Linked DNA regions of Xenopus tropicalis: region 1 is linked to region 2. The links are chromatin contacts, called in public Hi-C maps. All regions are on one chromosome and are shown on one strand. The core of a region is the stretch at or near the end of the contact, and the rest is flanking DNA. Distances in the headings are between cores, read along the strand shown. Region 1 has its middle 9.6 kb from the start of cox6a1. Region 2 overlaps msi1 (musashi RNA binding protein 1).

Region 1 (6,858 bases), core at 104-2,603, 37 kb before region 2:
GAGTCAAAGGCAACAAGAGGATGGAGGTCCCTGCCCCATAGAGCTATATGGGAAATTATGAATTTCTGTAAAATTTCACCAATGCAATTTTAACAGCTCTCCTGCTGGCAGCTTAGGGTATAAATCTTATATTCTGGTCTTTCTGATTTGTGTTTATTGACACAGGCCACTGTTGGAACCACGGAGCTGCAGGGTTCCCCTGCAGTTAATTTGGAACTAGATGGGACAGATGCTGCAGCACCAATTGTAACTGTATGAAAGTGCAAGCAGCAGCAGATTTGGATGCAAGTACTTTTAATAAAAGTTACACATTTGAGCATCAGCTGTGTCAAACTTGTGAGACCACAATTGCAGTTTCACTAGTTAATGAGTATAGTTTGTGATGTCCACTAACCTTACGATAATTTGCCAGATTGCACTAAAATTGGCTATTAGGTAAAGAAAAATCGTAACCTGGGACCATGTGTTTTGCCCACTTGCTTCCTACATCTCTCTGGGGAGTTGTGCCAGCAACTATCAGGCAGTCTTGCTGCCCTTAGAACTGTAAAGGTGGCCATACACGGTAAGATCTATTGGCTTGGCGAGATCACCAAGCGAGCGAATCTTCTCCTGATATCCCCACCTACAGGTGGCCAATATCGGGCTAGTTCGGTTGTTTGACCCTGGGGCGCCATCGGTTCAGGGACCGAATTAAACAAGCCAATGCAGTCCCCAATCCGACAGAAAAGTCAAACCCGCCCCATCGAGATCTGCCTGATTTCAGGCCAGATGTCAGTCGGGCAAGCCCCTTGTTCATGCCCATACACGGGCAGATAAGCTGCCTAATTGCTTTTAAATGGATGGCCAGTAAGGCATTCTGCTCATTGGTGGCTATGGTTTGATGCATGATGCAAGCTCTGTGACTTTTACATGATTTTTACTTTATTTGAAAGTGCACCTCTAAAACAACCTAGCCAAACATATTAGACATGTGCAAGGCTTATTATATGCTTATGAAGGATAGAATGCACAGCAGTTACGACTGGGTTTGTAAGCAGTATTCTGCATCCCACAAACTTCTCATCTCCCACAAAGAGATCACATTCATTGTCTAAAATAAATTGATACTGTTTTACAGAAACAAAATGCAAAGTCTGTAAGGGATTGAGCAACATACCAGAAAAGTGTCTCAGATGGACAAACTCTGCATTTCTGAGTTTAATGAACATCTCTGCCCCTAAGATGGGCCTCGCTACACAACTTGAGAATACACATAAAGTGCTGCTTTCAGGTCTTGCCTTTCTATAATTGTTGGACTGGTGAATAGGAGAAAGATCCTTTCATGTGTTAATCATGCTTTAGCTTTCAGTATAGAAGAGCACTTCACTTATACAGGGCGGTGCAGAGGAAGCAATACTGAACTCACAAGGACTCCTGCTGACAATACATCACATTTCTTTACTGACTATCAGGGCTGGACTGGCAATCTGTGGCTTCTGGCAAATGCCAGAGGAGCTGCTGTAAGATGCCGTAGACATTCACTATTTAGTGGGCTGGTGGGGGGCTATTTGGGCCTCTGTGTACTTAAAATGCCAGGGCCTGTGAAAAGAGGCTTCACATTGAGACTGCAGTGAAGTCCAGAAGCTACATTCCATTACTGCTAAAAATGTCTATCCCTTTTGGCATTTACTTTGCTTAGGGATACTTTTACTAATCATGAACAGTATGCTTTTACAGCCTAGGAGGTGCTTCATCTAACTCACTGGTACAATTTTCCTTCATTGCCAAGAAGCTAGATAAAGGGGATCTGAACCCAAAAAATTGATTGACATAAACTTAAGCAGATTTGTCCCCTAAGCAATTTTCTGTTTGTAGTGGTTTTTTAGATTTAATCAGTTTTAGACTGCTAATATCAAGATTTCTTTGAAGGTCATAATGTCAAAGTAACTGTATTTGTATATTCACCTCATGACTACTGATTATTTTTACTGTTGGCTGTATTGCTGTATTGTTTTGGCAGCAACCCAAGTTATTTTATTGAAACTATTTAAACTGGAAACTGTAAATTTGCAAAACTTTTATGCCACATTTCTACATTTGCCACATTAACTTTCTATGCTACCATCAGCAGACTGATCAAAACTTATTGCTGATTGAATCCTAGTGGGTTTTTTTTTTAGAGATAATGATATTTGACAATATTTGAAATCAACATGCTAGAGGTATCCTGAGTTGCAATATAAATATTATTTATTAATGCTGCAGTGGTTCAAGTAACAGCAGGTATCTGCAGTAATTGCATGTAGAGAGAAGCCAGCTTATATACCAGTTATAAAGATAAATATACTTATACATGCATAAGCACATACCTGAACACCCAGACAGCCATAGAAAGAGTCCAAGAGCAGAGGCAGTAGGCCCCCAGCCAAGGTCCAGAAATATACCTAATAAAAAGCTGAAAACCAAAAAACATGATTCCAAAAAGTCAGTTCAGTTTTGCTCTAAATTCTACTGAAATAAGACTGCAATTCTGAATTATGTTGATTTCATAGTTTCTAGCTTCAGTTTAGGGGGGCATTTAATTCCTCTATAAGTCCACACTAAAGTACTATTCCTTGCTTATTGCCCTTCTGAGTTGAAATGCTGGAATTTTTTTTGGGGGGGGTGGCATGCAGACCCCCCAAAATGATGTTCATAAGCAGGTGAATTGACAAGCATCTCAGAGTTTGCATCACAGGTGAAAGTTGCACCAGGAGTGCATAATTGTGTTTTAGAATTCTGTGATCATCTTGTGCAAATGATGCCACAGATAAGCCATCACAAAACAGACTTCTGGTTGACCAATACTCAACTGAAAGTAGCTTTGAACACTGAACCCACTGGCAATTGGGGGTAGACAATGTAGGGTAGGTAGTGGGTTTTTATCTCTTGTACACAATTTATTTTCATAAAGCTGGTGATAGCTCAAGGTCATTGATCCAAAGGATTATTACTGTCAAAATTTCTTTCTGTAAAGGGCGAAACATACTATTAGCCTTAACAAGTACCTTGTTTGTTTTGTCAAATGGATTTATTTGTAATTATTATTCTATATAGTAATGTTGTCAAGAACTGTCCGAAGTTCAGAGTTAAATTTTCATGAGTAGTTACATTGAATAACACACCTGCTTCCACTTCCTTTTTCCTTATTTTTATCTCTTTGCACTCTTTTAATCAAATTAAATTATTCTTTAATGCCAATCTGGTCTTCAAGTTTCAAAAAACACTTGCCTTGGAAAGTCTTTGAACTTCAAAAGACATCCAGTCCACAGTTGAATCTGGACAAACACTCCACATAGAATATGCTAGTTGCATATTTTGATCATAATCAGCAAAACTGCAGTTGCTTAGTGAGGTGGATTTGCATGACTACAAGGGTTAGGTTTCTTTTGGCCAAATCTAAAAAAGAAATTCCAGAATTTGGATAACTCTTATATTCTGCTGTCTTTATCTTGGTGCAATTTAAGTACCTTGCGTCTAAGTCAGCATGTCTAGTGGCATTAATAGAATTTACTTATGTGTACAGGTATAGGACCCGTTATCCAGAATGTTCGGGACCAAGTGTATTCTGGATAAGGGGTCTTTCCGTAATTTGGATCTCCATACCTTAAGTCTACTACAAAATTAATAAAACATTAATTAAACCCTATAGGGTTGTTTTGCATTCGATAAGGATTATTTATATCTTAGTTGGGATCAATTACAAGGTTCTGTTTTATTACTACAGAGAAAAAAGAAAATCAGATTCAAAATTCTGAATTATTTGATTAAAATGGAGTCTATGGGAGACAGGCTTTTCGTAATTCGGAGCTTTATGGATAACGAGTTTCCGGATAAGGGATCCCATACCTGTATAACAAAATTTCTCTTAAATATCTTTTTTTTACACCTAAATTAAATATGTAGAATCTGCAGATGTCTGTGTTCTCATGGCCCTCATCTACTAATGTAGTAAATAATCTTTTAATTCTTAAACGCATAGTGCGCCTTAAAATAACTTTGACACAGTGGTATTCTAAGGCAATTTGCAACTGGTCTGCATACCTTGTGATTTTAACTCATATTTTGAATTGCATATTCATTTTGTGGCTTTATTATTGTAGCAATTAGACAGCAGTTAGAAAGTTTAAGTGGAACATGAATAGTAGAGAGTTTTAACAGAACAACAACAAATTAAAAATAATAAAATTGAAGTCTAATAATCAATCTGTTTTTGGGTTGCCAGGGTCAGTGACCCTAACAACCACACAACATTTTTAGTTTCAGACCAGAAAAAGAAAGGTTAATTATACATAAAACATAACCAGTAAAAAGAGAAGCCCAATTGAAAAGTTGCTTACTACCCCTTTAATTCCATGCCCTCTGTTTTTAGAGCCTTTATCCATGCACATGGAATTTTTTATTGGCTTCTTTAAATTGCAGTTTTTTTAGATTCTGCATTTATGGAGTGCAGTAATAGATTTTCACATAATTAACATTCTTTTCTCACTTGGCTTACATTTGCTAGTCTTAAGTTTAATTCTTCATGTAAGCCCTTGTGGGGTTCCTAGTGAAATGAATACACAAAGCATTTTGCAAATAGAAAATTGGTAAAGTATTTAAAACAAAATAGTAAGGAGACTTTTCAAGAGAATACAAGCACACATCTTACTTAAAATAATGTTATTAATGAACCCAGTAAGACAGAATTCCAACTTGATTACCATGCCTTATGTTCATAGGTCCTATATTATCTATATTGCAAAGTGACTTTTTTAAGGTATTTTATTAGAATACCCCCCTTTAAATTCTTCCTGGGACATCAGGAATATCCCAGTAGACCCAACTGCCCCAGGCCAGCTGCCTGCCCGGGATGATTGTTTTCACCACCAAACAAGCAAGAGGAGGTATGCAGTGGGGCGGCAAGGTGTGCCACTAAGGTAGCAACCTCAGTAGACCCCAAACACTTGAGTCTGTCACTGATTCCAACACATAAACCTAAATACCTGTAAAGGTGTGGCTTTATGAATTTTATGAATGTTTAAAAAATGCAATCATGGAAATTACATGACATGTCTTTCAATAAGCCAATAAGGAAAGTCTGGACACCGAGAAGGCATTCAACAGGGCCCTTTGGAATATAGAGAATTTGGACACACCTTCTCAAACTTTATTAAGGCAACATATACAAACCCCCAAAACACAATTACACTAATTATCAATAACAATAACTTAAATCCTATCACAATGTGCAGGGGCACCAGGCAGGGATGCCCCCTTTCCCTTTTATTATTTAATTTAGCAATTGATCCTTTATTTAAAAATTCTACAGGTATGGGACCTGTTATCCAAAAAGCTCGAGACCTGAGGTTTTCCGGATAAGGGATCTTTCCGTAATTTGGTTCTCCATAACTTAAGTCTGTTAAAAATAATTTAAATATTGAATAAACCCAATAGGCTTGCTTTACCTCCAATAAGGAGTAATTATATCTTAGCTGGGATCAAGTACAAAGTACTGTTTTATTATTACAGAGAAAAAAAAAAATTAAAAATTGGAATTATTTGCTTATAATGGAGTTTATGGGAGATGGCCTTCCAGTAATTCAGAACTTTCTGGATAACGGGTTTCTGGATAAGGGATCCCATACCTGTACAAGAAATAAATACATATAAGGGCATTCATTTTGGACATAGAGAAATTAAAATGACAATATTTGCATATGACTTGCTTCTCTATATATCAGAACCAGACAACTCTATCCCAGTCATATTGGAAGAAATATGGAAATTCTGGAACATATCCAGATTTCTCATTAATTTTTAAAAATCTATGGCCCTCTTCTTCGGTAAAGACACCCTACCCAACTGGACCAAATCTTATAATCTAACCTAGGCACCGGAACACATAACATATCTTAGAATTCATATCCCCTGGAACAATCATAAACTTTACGAGTCTTAATATAAAGCGAGTAATAACCGCATTTACAGAAGAAATCAACAGTGGAACCACATTATAGTATTCCCTTACAAACACTACCATTCCTGTTAAAACAAAAACATTAAAAGGAAATCACTGCACTCTTCGGAATATTTATCTGGAATGGCAAAAAACCCTGAATTAGCTTCAAAAGCCAACAGTGAACAGAGTCCTAAATAACCCTAATATAAAGCAGAACAATATAGCAGAACTTTTAAGGATTTTAGTAGACTGGCTGAGCTCCACGTCAAACTACACATTATTAGACATAGATGCATGCTTTGTCAGCCCCTTTAACTTGACAAATACACTCCATATGCATGAAAAGTAACAATCACAGGACCTACTAGACAACTCACCATGAACTAAATATAAACTAAACTCTCACCATTCCCTACATCTCTACATAAAGATCTTTCATTGTTCCTATAGCTACATGAATGAAACTGTGCCAACATAGTAGATACCCAAAATGTAATCAAAATGGAGCAGACATGGGGGGGCGGAGCTAGCCTGCATCCAGAATGGACGCGTGAGTCCGGAGCTCTCTGAGTTGCAGCCCAAAAGCGGTGGGAAAAAGCATTATAAAACGAGCACAAGTTACCCCAAAGGATTAATAAGCGATCACTACTCGCTATGCCTCCAAAACACCAAAACAAAAGGTCACCACAGCAGGTGACGGCTTACTTTGCTCCACAGGCTGGGACACTGCAGCAGGCGGACGCCATCTTGGATACACAGACAGAGCTCCATGAAGGTAACACTGCGCAGCCTTCAGATACATCCCCAATAGACGATCTAAAAAACATGATATTGGACTTAAAAAACACACTGCAAGCCGATATAAAACAATTGGCAAATGATATATGCAAAGAAGTGCA
Region 2 (7,297 bases), core at 3,781-6,280:
AGTTGTGGGTTACTATTTTGTTTTTTACATTTTTTTGTGTGTGTTTTTTTGTTTGAAAAGTGCAAACTGTGAGCATGGTTTTAGGTTAATCCATTAAGCGCCTCAGGCATGTGCATCACTAGCACCATCAGCACAGCATGGAATCCAGAGGGCTAGGAAAACTGGAATCAAATCCAGTTGTTTCCATCAGTTTTTTGTGTTATCCTGATTAGCCTTGGGGAATTATATATGTGTAAACTAACAAGCTAAAGCATGCAGTTGTGGAAGGCATTAAGAATAGTGGTGAATCTTAATAGGCTCCCATCATCATAGGCCACCAGAGTTACAGTTTAACAATAACCGAGGCCCACACCTTTGACATCCCCTGTGGTAGTTACCCAGTAAATCGCTCTTTGTAATCTCATTGTTTGCTGGGTCAGCACTCATTTTAAAACACTTAACTATGAGCTTATAAACCATCCGGTAAAACGCCAGACTTTTCTTTCATTTTATGGCTGTGTCCTGGTCGGTGGCCTTTTATTTGTCAGACTTAGCTCCGAGGCTCTTGAGACTGAGTCCCTGCAGGTGTGGGGGAGGGGAAGAGCGCTGAACAGGCTGCTCTCTCCTGGTCCTTGTGGATGCTAAGTTGCTTTTGTTGCCAGGGAGGGGAGAAGTGTGTTTTTCATACAAAGAGCATTTGAATGCTGTAGGGACCTACAGGCAGATTGAAAGAGCACTTTTTTTTTCTACTTTTGTTCATATTAATGGGAGGAGAGGGGGGGTTAAATACTCTCTGATGTGGAGCAATTGGTTGGTTGGGTTACAGAGATGTGGATGGAGCTCTCTCTTATGGGATGTACTAGATAGTCTGGGTGAGTTCTTCGTTGGTATGAAACATCGAAAGGTGGGTTGCTGCTTGGATGTGATTTTGCATGATTGGACAAATTTGCTGTCTGAACGCTGTTTGCTCGTGAGCCTGGCATTGCTTGCCCATTTATATGGGTCCGATTGGGTTTGTCTGCGCTGTTTATATCAGAGCTGTGGATGCTCAATCTTTTGACTGCTTGAGTTGTTGAGAGTGATTGTGGCATGCTTGCTTAGATTGTGGTATGCTTTTATCACTGTTTATATTTATCAAAGAGAACTGCCAAATTACATATTAGGATTATACAGTCTTTTCGTAACATCTCATCTGTGTCTGACAATCGTTATTCTTGCTTCGTGGCTTGGTCATTCGCTACCACAGGTGCTTGTGCTGCGTTTCTCTGTGCCATTTACTAGCAACAATAGTGACAGTGTTTCGTAATGTGAAATTGGTGCTTTTTCCCTGGCTCAAAGCTGAGCTGCAGGTTTCTGTGTTAATAGCATCTTCCTGGCCTTTGCTGACATAGCAGAGAGGAATGCATGACAAAGGGGTATTGTTGAGATAACCTATCTCCCGTTTTCATTTCTTTTCTCTGATGCCCAGAAGCACAAACCTTTCCTAGTTTCTTTCTGTTCAGGGCAGGTTCCAGAGTTAGACAGTGTATGAACCTTATATATTTCACCTGTGATACCTCCACTTAGCTTGAATTTTATTTGTGTAAACTTCTTTTTTCAGTGTGAGGTACATTTATTAAATACAGTAACATTATAATGAAGAACTTCTAAATAGGACTTAGGGTCTCTATTCAACATTAAGTTCACTGTCTAAACTAGTCAGCGGAAGGACTTTTCTGGCTTCCATACTAAGACTTTTTATAAAAATTGTCTTTATGTTCTTATACAGCTTATAGAAAATAGCCACACCCAGAAGTATTGCCTGATTATAAAATGCAGAACGATGGATGTTTCTTCATTGTAGTTTGATCCAAGGATGCACTCAAGTCAAACTGTTTTTTTTTGCTTCATATTTTTGTGGTTCTAAAAGATTTAATTTTGCCAACATAAGATAAATACATTTGGTCCTTTCAGCAGTTCTTAGCCTAAAATGCCTGAATTCTATAAACTGTGGTTCAGTAATAACTTGGGGGCAACAAGGCTTTAGGGTGCAGGGAGTTGCATTATTACAAGAGACAAAGGACTGCTGCATGAGAATGGTAAAAGTTTTAGTTCTAAAACAACTAAATGGCTAAAAAGTTAGCATATTATTGAAGTTGTAGTTCAGCACCTGGGCAGCTACAAGTTTGGCTGATAGTGGCAGTCTTGCAGCAGTTGTTGGGCTGCAGGTCTGAAGATTCTGGAAATTCTAGTTTAGGAATGAACAATCACTAGTTCTCTGGAAGATTTAGCTAGCAACATCACTTTCCTGGTTCTACAGCAGTAGAGGGTTGCAGTCTTAAGGTTGCACTACAAAAGTTGAAGTTACATGTTTTAGGAAGGATGGAAGCTGTAATTTAATAACTACTGCAGCTTCAAGGATGTTGCGAGTTGTATAAAACAGTGTGAACACTTTTTTATTGTTTGACTTGTGATTGATGCCCTTATATTGTGAGGCTTTCCATCTGCTTGAATTAATGTTGAGCAAGAAGATCATGGAGTATCTGCAAGCCAGCAGTTTGGACCTGTCTCTAGACACTCCGATTTCTTTATTTGTATTACCTTTTGGTAATCACACAATACAGATTTGGTTGTTCACCCTAGCTACTACAATCAAATTTGTATATAAATTGCACAGATCTAATCATCTGGGAGTTGGGCCAAACAATAAGACTACAGGGAGCCCCAAGCAGTAGGGTCAGCTGATGACTGCATACACATTCATATGTCATCATCAAGTGGTTGACTTAGATCAGTGATCCCCAACCAGTAGCTCGTGAGCAACACATTGCTCGCCAACCCCTTGGATGTTGCTCTCAGTGCCCCCAAACCAGGTAGTTATTTTTGAATTCCTGACTTGGGGGCAAGTTTTGGTTGAGTATAAACAAGAATTACTACCAATAAAGCCCCCTGTAAGCTGATAGTGGGCATAGAGGCTGCCTAATAGCCAATCTTAGCCCTTATTTGGCTCCTCCATGAACTGCTTGTGTTGCTCTCCAGGTCTTTTTACATTTGACTGTGGCTCACGAGTAAGAAAGGTTGGGGACCCCTGACTATAGTACACTATGCAGTCTGCCTGCACTCGGCCACCTTTATATTCCTGTATAATAATAAAATACTTCTAGAGGCCTTTATATTAAATTACAGATTGACGTAATTTTTAGGGACTACTTGTGCAACATGTGTGTTGTTGCGCAAGTTTTCATTTTCTGTAAGTCTGTACCCATATCACAATATTTTTTGTGTCAAAAAATGTTTAATTTCCCAAAATGTTCATTTGTATAAAACTTTCTGGATTTACACTCAGTTCCTTGCCTCAGCATTTGTAGCACTGACTTTGACATGTAGCTGATATTATGTCTTTCAGATTGACCCAAAAGTAGCATTTCCTCGGAGAGCTCAACCCAAGGTGAGAAAATGGTTCTAAACTTTTCAAATTTGTAGATTGAATAGAAAAAATGTTCTTAAAAGTAAGCAATATGTGCCCAAAAGACTTGGAAATATTATATAGCTGTTGAAAAAAAAGAAAACAGATTAAGACCAGCAGCTAATGGGTGAATCAGAAATTGGCCTTGAAGGCACCCACAAAACTGGGTTAATTCCTTTAAGTAGTTTGTTGACAGAAGGTGTCCCTGGTGCAAGGAAGATTAGTATCTTGGTAATCAGGGGCTGATTGTAGGAACCTTGTATAAGGCTTATTTTCATTAGCTAATATTAATGGCCCTGTTTCTTACTTGGTACCACTTTTTTTTTGTTAGTTATATATTCTGCTCTCCTGCTAGCTTCACTAAGAGTTAGAAATCTCACTAATATAATGCTGCAAATGTATTACAGATGGTAACACGGACAAAGAAGATTTTTGTAGGGGGCTTGTCAGTTAACACAACAGTTGAAGATGTGAAACAATATTTTGAGCAGTTTGGGAAGGTAAGTGTGATAACTGTATTAATAGGGCAAAATATATAATCTCACAGTGTACAGACAACATTAGGAATAAGGGAGAGGCAGCTCATTAGATTATGCTTTATAGTGAAGAAAAGAAGCAGTCTAGGCCTGTTGCTCTGTTGCTGAAGTCTCAGGGACACATCTCGCCATCAGGTTGGACACATTTTTACAGAACCTTAATTAGAAAAACATGTTTGAAGTGACCAGAATTACTAATGCTGCCACATAAGTCCAGTACTGGAGATTTTTTAGGAATGGCTCTTTTAGGGGATAAGAATATAACCAGAACTATAAGTCTGCCACATGAAGTTTACTGCTAATCAGATTAGTACAGGGTTTACCAACCTTCCCATGGCACCTGAGGGTGAACCTTTCTCAAATAAGACCCCTCATAAAGATTTCTCGTTATAAGGCGATTAGATCCCCATTTAATTAGGAGGTTGGACAGATCACTGGATGACTCGGATTTCTTTTCCAAGCGGCTGCAGATTATCTGCCACATTTAGGGGAGGGGGATTCAGACACTAAACCGAGATGACAGGAGCACACTATACTGCATATAAGCATGGTAGACAATGTGTCACCTGCACAGGCTCAGCAGATTCATTTCAGTAAATGGATTATCTGTTAAACCTATAAGAAAACCTTCTGTTTGTTTCAAATACTAAAAAAATATATATTTATGTATATATTTATATGTGTACTGTCTCTGTATATTCTTATTTATGCTGTCTCACGTTACTCTTTGTTACTCTCTCTCTTTCTCTCTTTCCCTCTCACTTTCCCCCTTGATATCTGGTGGGGCCTTCACCCCTCCCCCCAATCTTTTCAGTTGCACACAAAGGCTTTTGCCTCTGTCCCTCTCCCCTGCGGCTCAGGACATACTAAGCTGCAGTCATAGTAACAGGACAGGGCTCCCAGAGCTGCTGATTCTCCAGGGAACCAAACGGTTTTGTTTGAAAAGCAAAAAAAAACTCTTTGACCCAAAGAGCAAATATATATCTCAGAAAGCCTGCCGTGGAACTGTCAGGCACTGTAAAAATGCAGAACACAGATAACTGTGATTAGTGTGACACCCCTCACGCATCGTTTTAATTTTTATTTCCCCATTTTTTACCACTTTCTGGACTTTTACCCATTTGTACACACTATACATGCAGTATACATGCATTCTCCTAGATGCAAAAACAAAAAGAAAAAGAATCGCTCTAAGGGAAACCCTAAAGCGAAACAAAAATTCCTCAGAAACAATATAAATAAATAATAAACAAATAAATGAAAAAATGAAAACAATATAATAAACTAACAAACTATAAGTACCACGTGGTTCGATGAGGTCCGGGTGTTTAAACCCCGGGCCTGCCGCTCAAGTTTTAGAGTCTATCTCTTATGTAGTTTAAAGTCTGAGAAACAGCATGCTCACCAAAGTCCGGCAATGGTCCGGGTGCTCACAGCCCCGAACCCGCAGCTGAGGAGGAATAACTTCAAAGTGGAAGGAAGGACATCGAGCACACTTCGGACACAAGGAATCCGTTAAAATTCTGTACTTTATTTCATCATGTTTAAAAACAAAAGTGTGCCTTTTGTGCACACTTTTGTTTTTAAACATGATGAAATAAAGTACAGAATTTTAACGGATTCCTTGTGTCCGAAGTGTGCTCGATGTCCTTCCTTCCACATTCTCCTAGATGCTGCACAATAAATACTCCTATACGTGAACCTTAAAGTTTTCCCACACTATTTGGTCCTTTACCCCAACCCCCTCCTGAGTTCACTACTCAGCTCCCTGTAACCAAGGAACATATAGAAAGAGTGGAACTCCTTATGGCTTATCCTTTCCTTCCGACATTTTGAGAGCATTGAATTGAAGCAGTATAGAAAACATGTTTTAAGAACAAACAAAGTAAAATGCTAATGAATCTGCCTGAATAAGGTCCATCATCTTCAATTATTTTCTGTTAAACAGTACTTCTAAGTACGGCATGTGCTCGAGTGCCCATTAAACTTAGTAATGAAATACTCTTTCTTTTTCACTCTTCACTTTCACTCTACTATCATGGCAATGACCAGTAATATGTAAAAGCATTGACAGGTATTTTTCCCACAAAACCCTTCACACCTATCTTATCTTGTGTTTTGAACAGGTGGACGATGCCATGTTAATGTTTGATAAAACAACAAACAGGCACAGAGGTGGGTATATAAATCCAGAGAATACAGCAGAGAGAGAGAAATTAGAGAGCTTTACAGTCCCTATACTTATATATTGCTAAATTGGCAGCCTTCTTGGTATAAAATAACAGCCCATAACTCCCCCCTTGTTTCAGGTAACTTGGCCAGATTCCAGCTATATCTGGAAAATGTGATAATAAGCTTGATAATTAGGTTTCACCTTTCTATTCAATTGTATGTATTATGAATGTTTAAAACCCTTTTTTCAGCTTCCTCCTTAATCCACCATCCATTAATGCTCATGGTTCCAGCCTGAAAGTGGCAGTTCTGCATTCTTCTTTGTTCTTTTAGCACTTGCATTTGTACAAAACCCTGCAATGGCATTTAGACAAAATGTATGCTTTGCACCTCTGGATTCTCACAGCACTGATTTTCCATTACAGTGATGCTTGCTTGGCTTAACCTTCACCTCCTTATTCTTAGCTTTGTTGTCTAATGCAGGGTTCGGGTTTGTGACCTTTGAAGGAGAGGATATTGTGGAGAAAGTTTGTGATATTCACTTTCATGAGATCAACAATAAAATGGTGAGGGCAAATGTAAATTACCTCATACTGTTTATGCATGCACAAAGACTTCTTAGGGGATGTATGGATGCTTGTCATGAGGCACAAGCATACTGCACAGAGTAAAAGGCCAATATTCTAATTTCCAATAGATGGACTGCTCCTGCCATTGAGAATGTGCATGGGGCTCATTTTCTAAAGCAACTCAGCTGCGTGGATGCCAAAATTGAGATGTTTGGTATCTGCAGTGCTTGCCCTGGCACAGGCTAATCCTTAGCAAAATGGTGCTGTTAACAAATATATTGGACACCGTATTGATATTTCTTATTTTGCTTAAAAATATATATAAATAAAATATATTGCTATCTTATGCAGTTTGCTCCAAGCTTTATCTATCACATCGGTCTACATCATCATGTCATCATGGCTTTAGTAAATGCTGATCCTTGCAGTCCAGCTGCCACTGGAGGACTAGGGGTTGGAAAAAACTTGGGTAGATGTAAGGAAGAAATTCAGTTTGGTCTCTCTTTAAGGCACCTGTCCTGTAATAGGTTAAATGCCCAATAGCTGCCCTCTGTGCACTCTAACAGTGTGGAGCAAAATGTGATTTACACTTACAT

What was found. Hi-C and Micro-C count contacts between places; a contact is called where the count stands out from the background.
Region 1: a contact with region 2 is called in a Hi-C map of brain, with 4 times the contacts expected there. The contact joins two enhancer-like sites. A contact is called at or near these places in 2 of 5 Hi-C or Micro-C datasets (brain and tailbud embryo).

The regions. Positions count from the first base shown.
Region 1 is chr1:151,716,941-151,723,798 of UCB_Xtro_10.0, reverse strand. No RefSeq gene overlaps it. Among named protein-coding and RNA genes, the nearest start is that of cox6a1, 9.6 kb to the left of the region's middle. Within about 2 kb of position 1,353, at least 3 of the 11 cell types and tissues checked have an H3K27ac peak or open chromatin away from gene starts, as enhancers often do.
Region 2 is chr1:151,683,619-151,690,915 of UCB_Xtro_10.0, reverse strand. It overlaps msi1 (musashi RNA binding protein 1), which reads left to right. Exons shown (of 15, transcript NM_001011470.1): 5 at 3,365-3,406; 6 at 3,832-3,924; 7 at 6,087-6,135; 8 at 6,616-6,698. Among named protein-coding and RNA genes, the nearest start is that of msi1, 7.8 kb to the left of the region's middle. Within about 2 kb of position 5,030, at least 3 of the 11 cell types and tissues checked have an H3K27ac peak or open chromatin away from gene starts, as enhancers often do.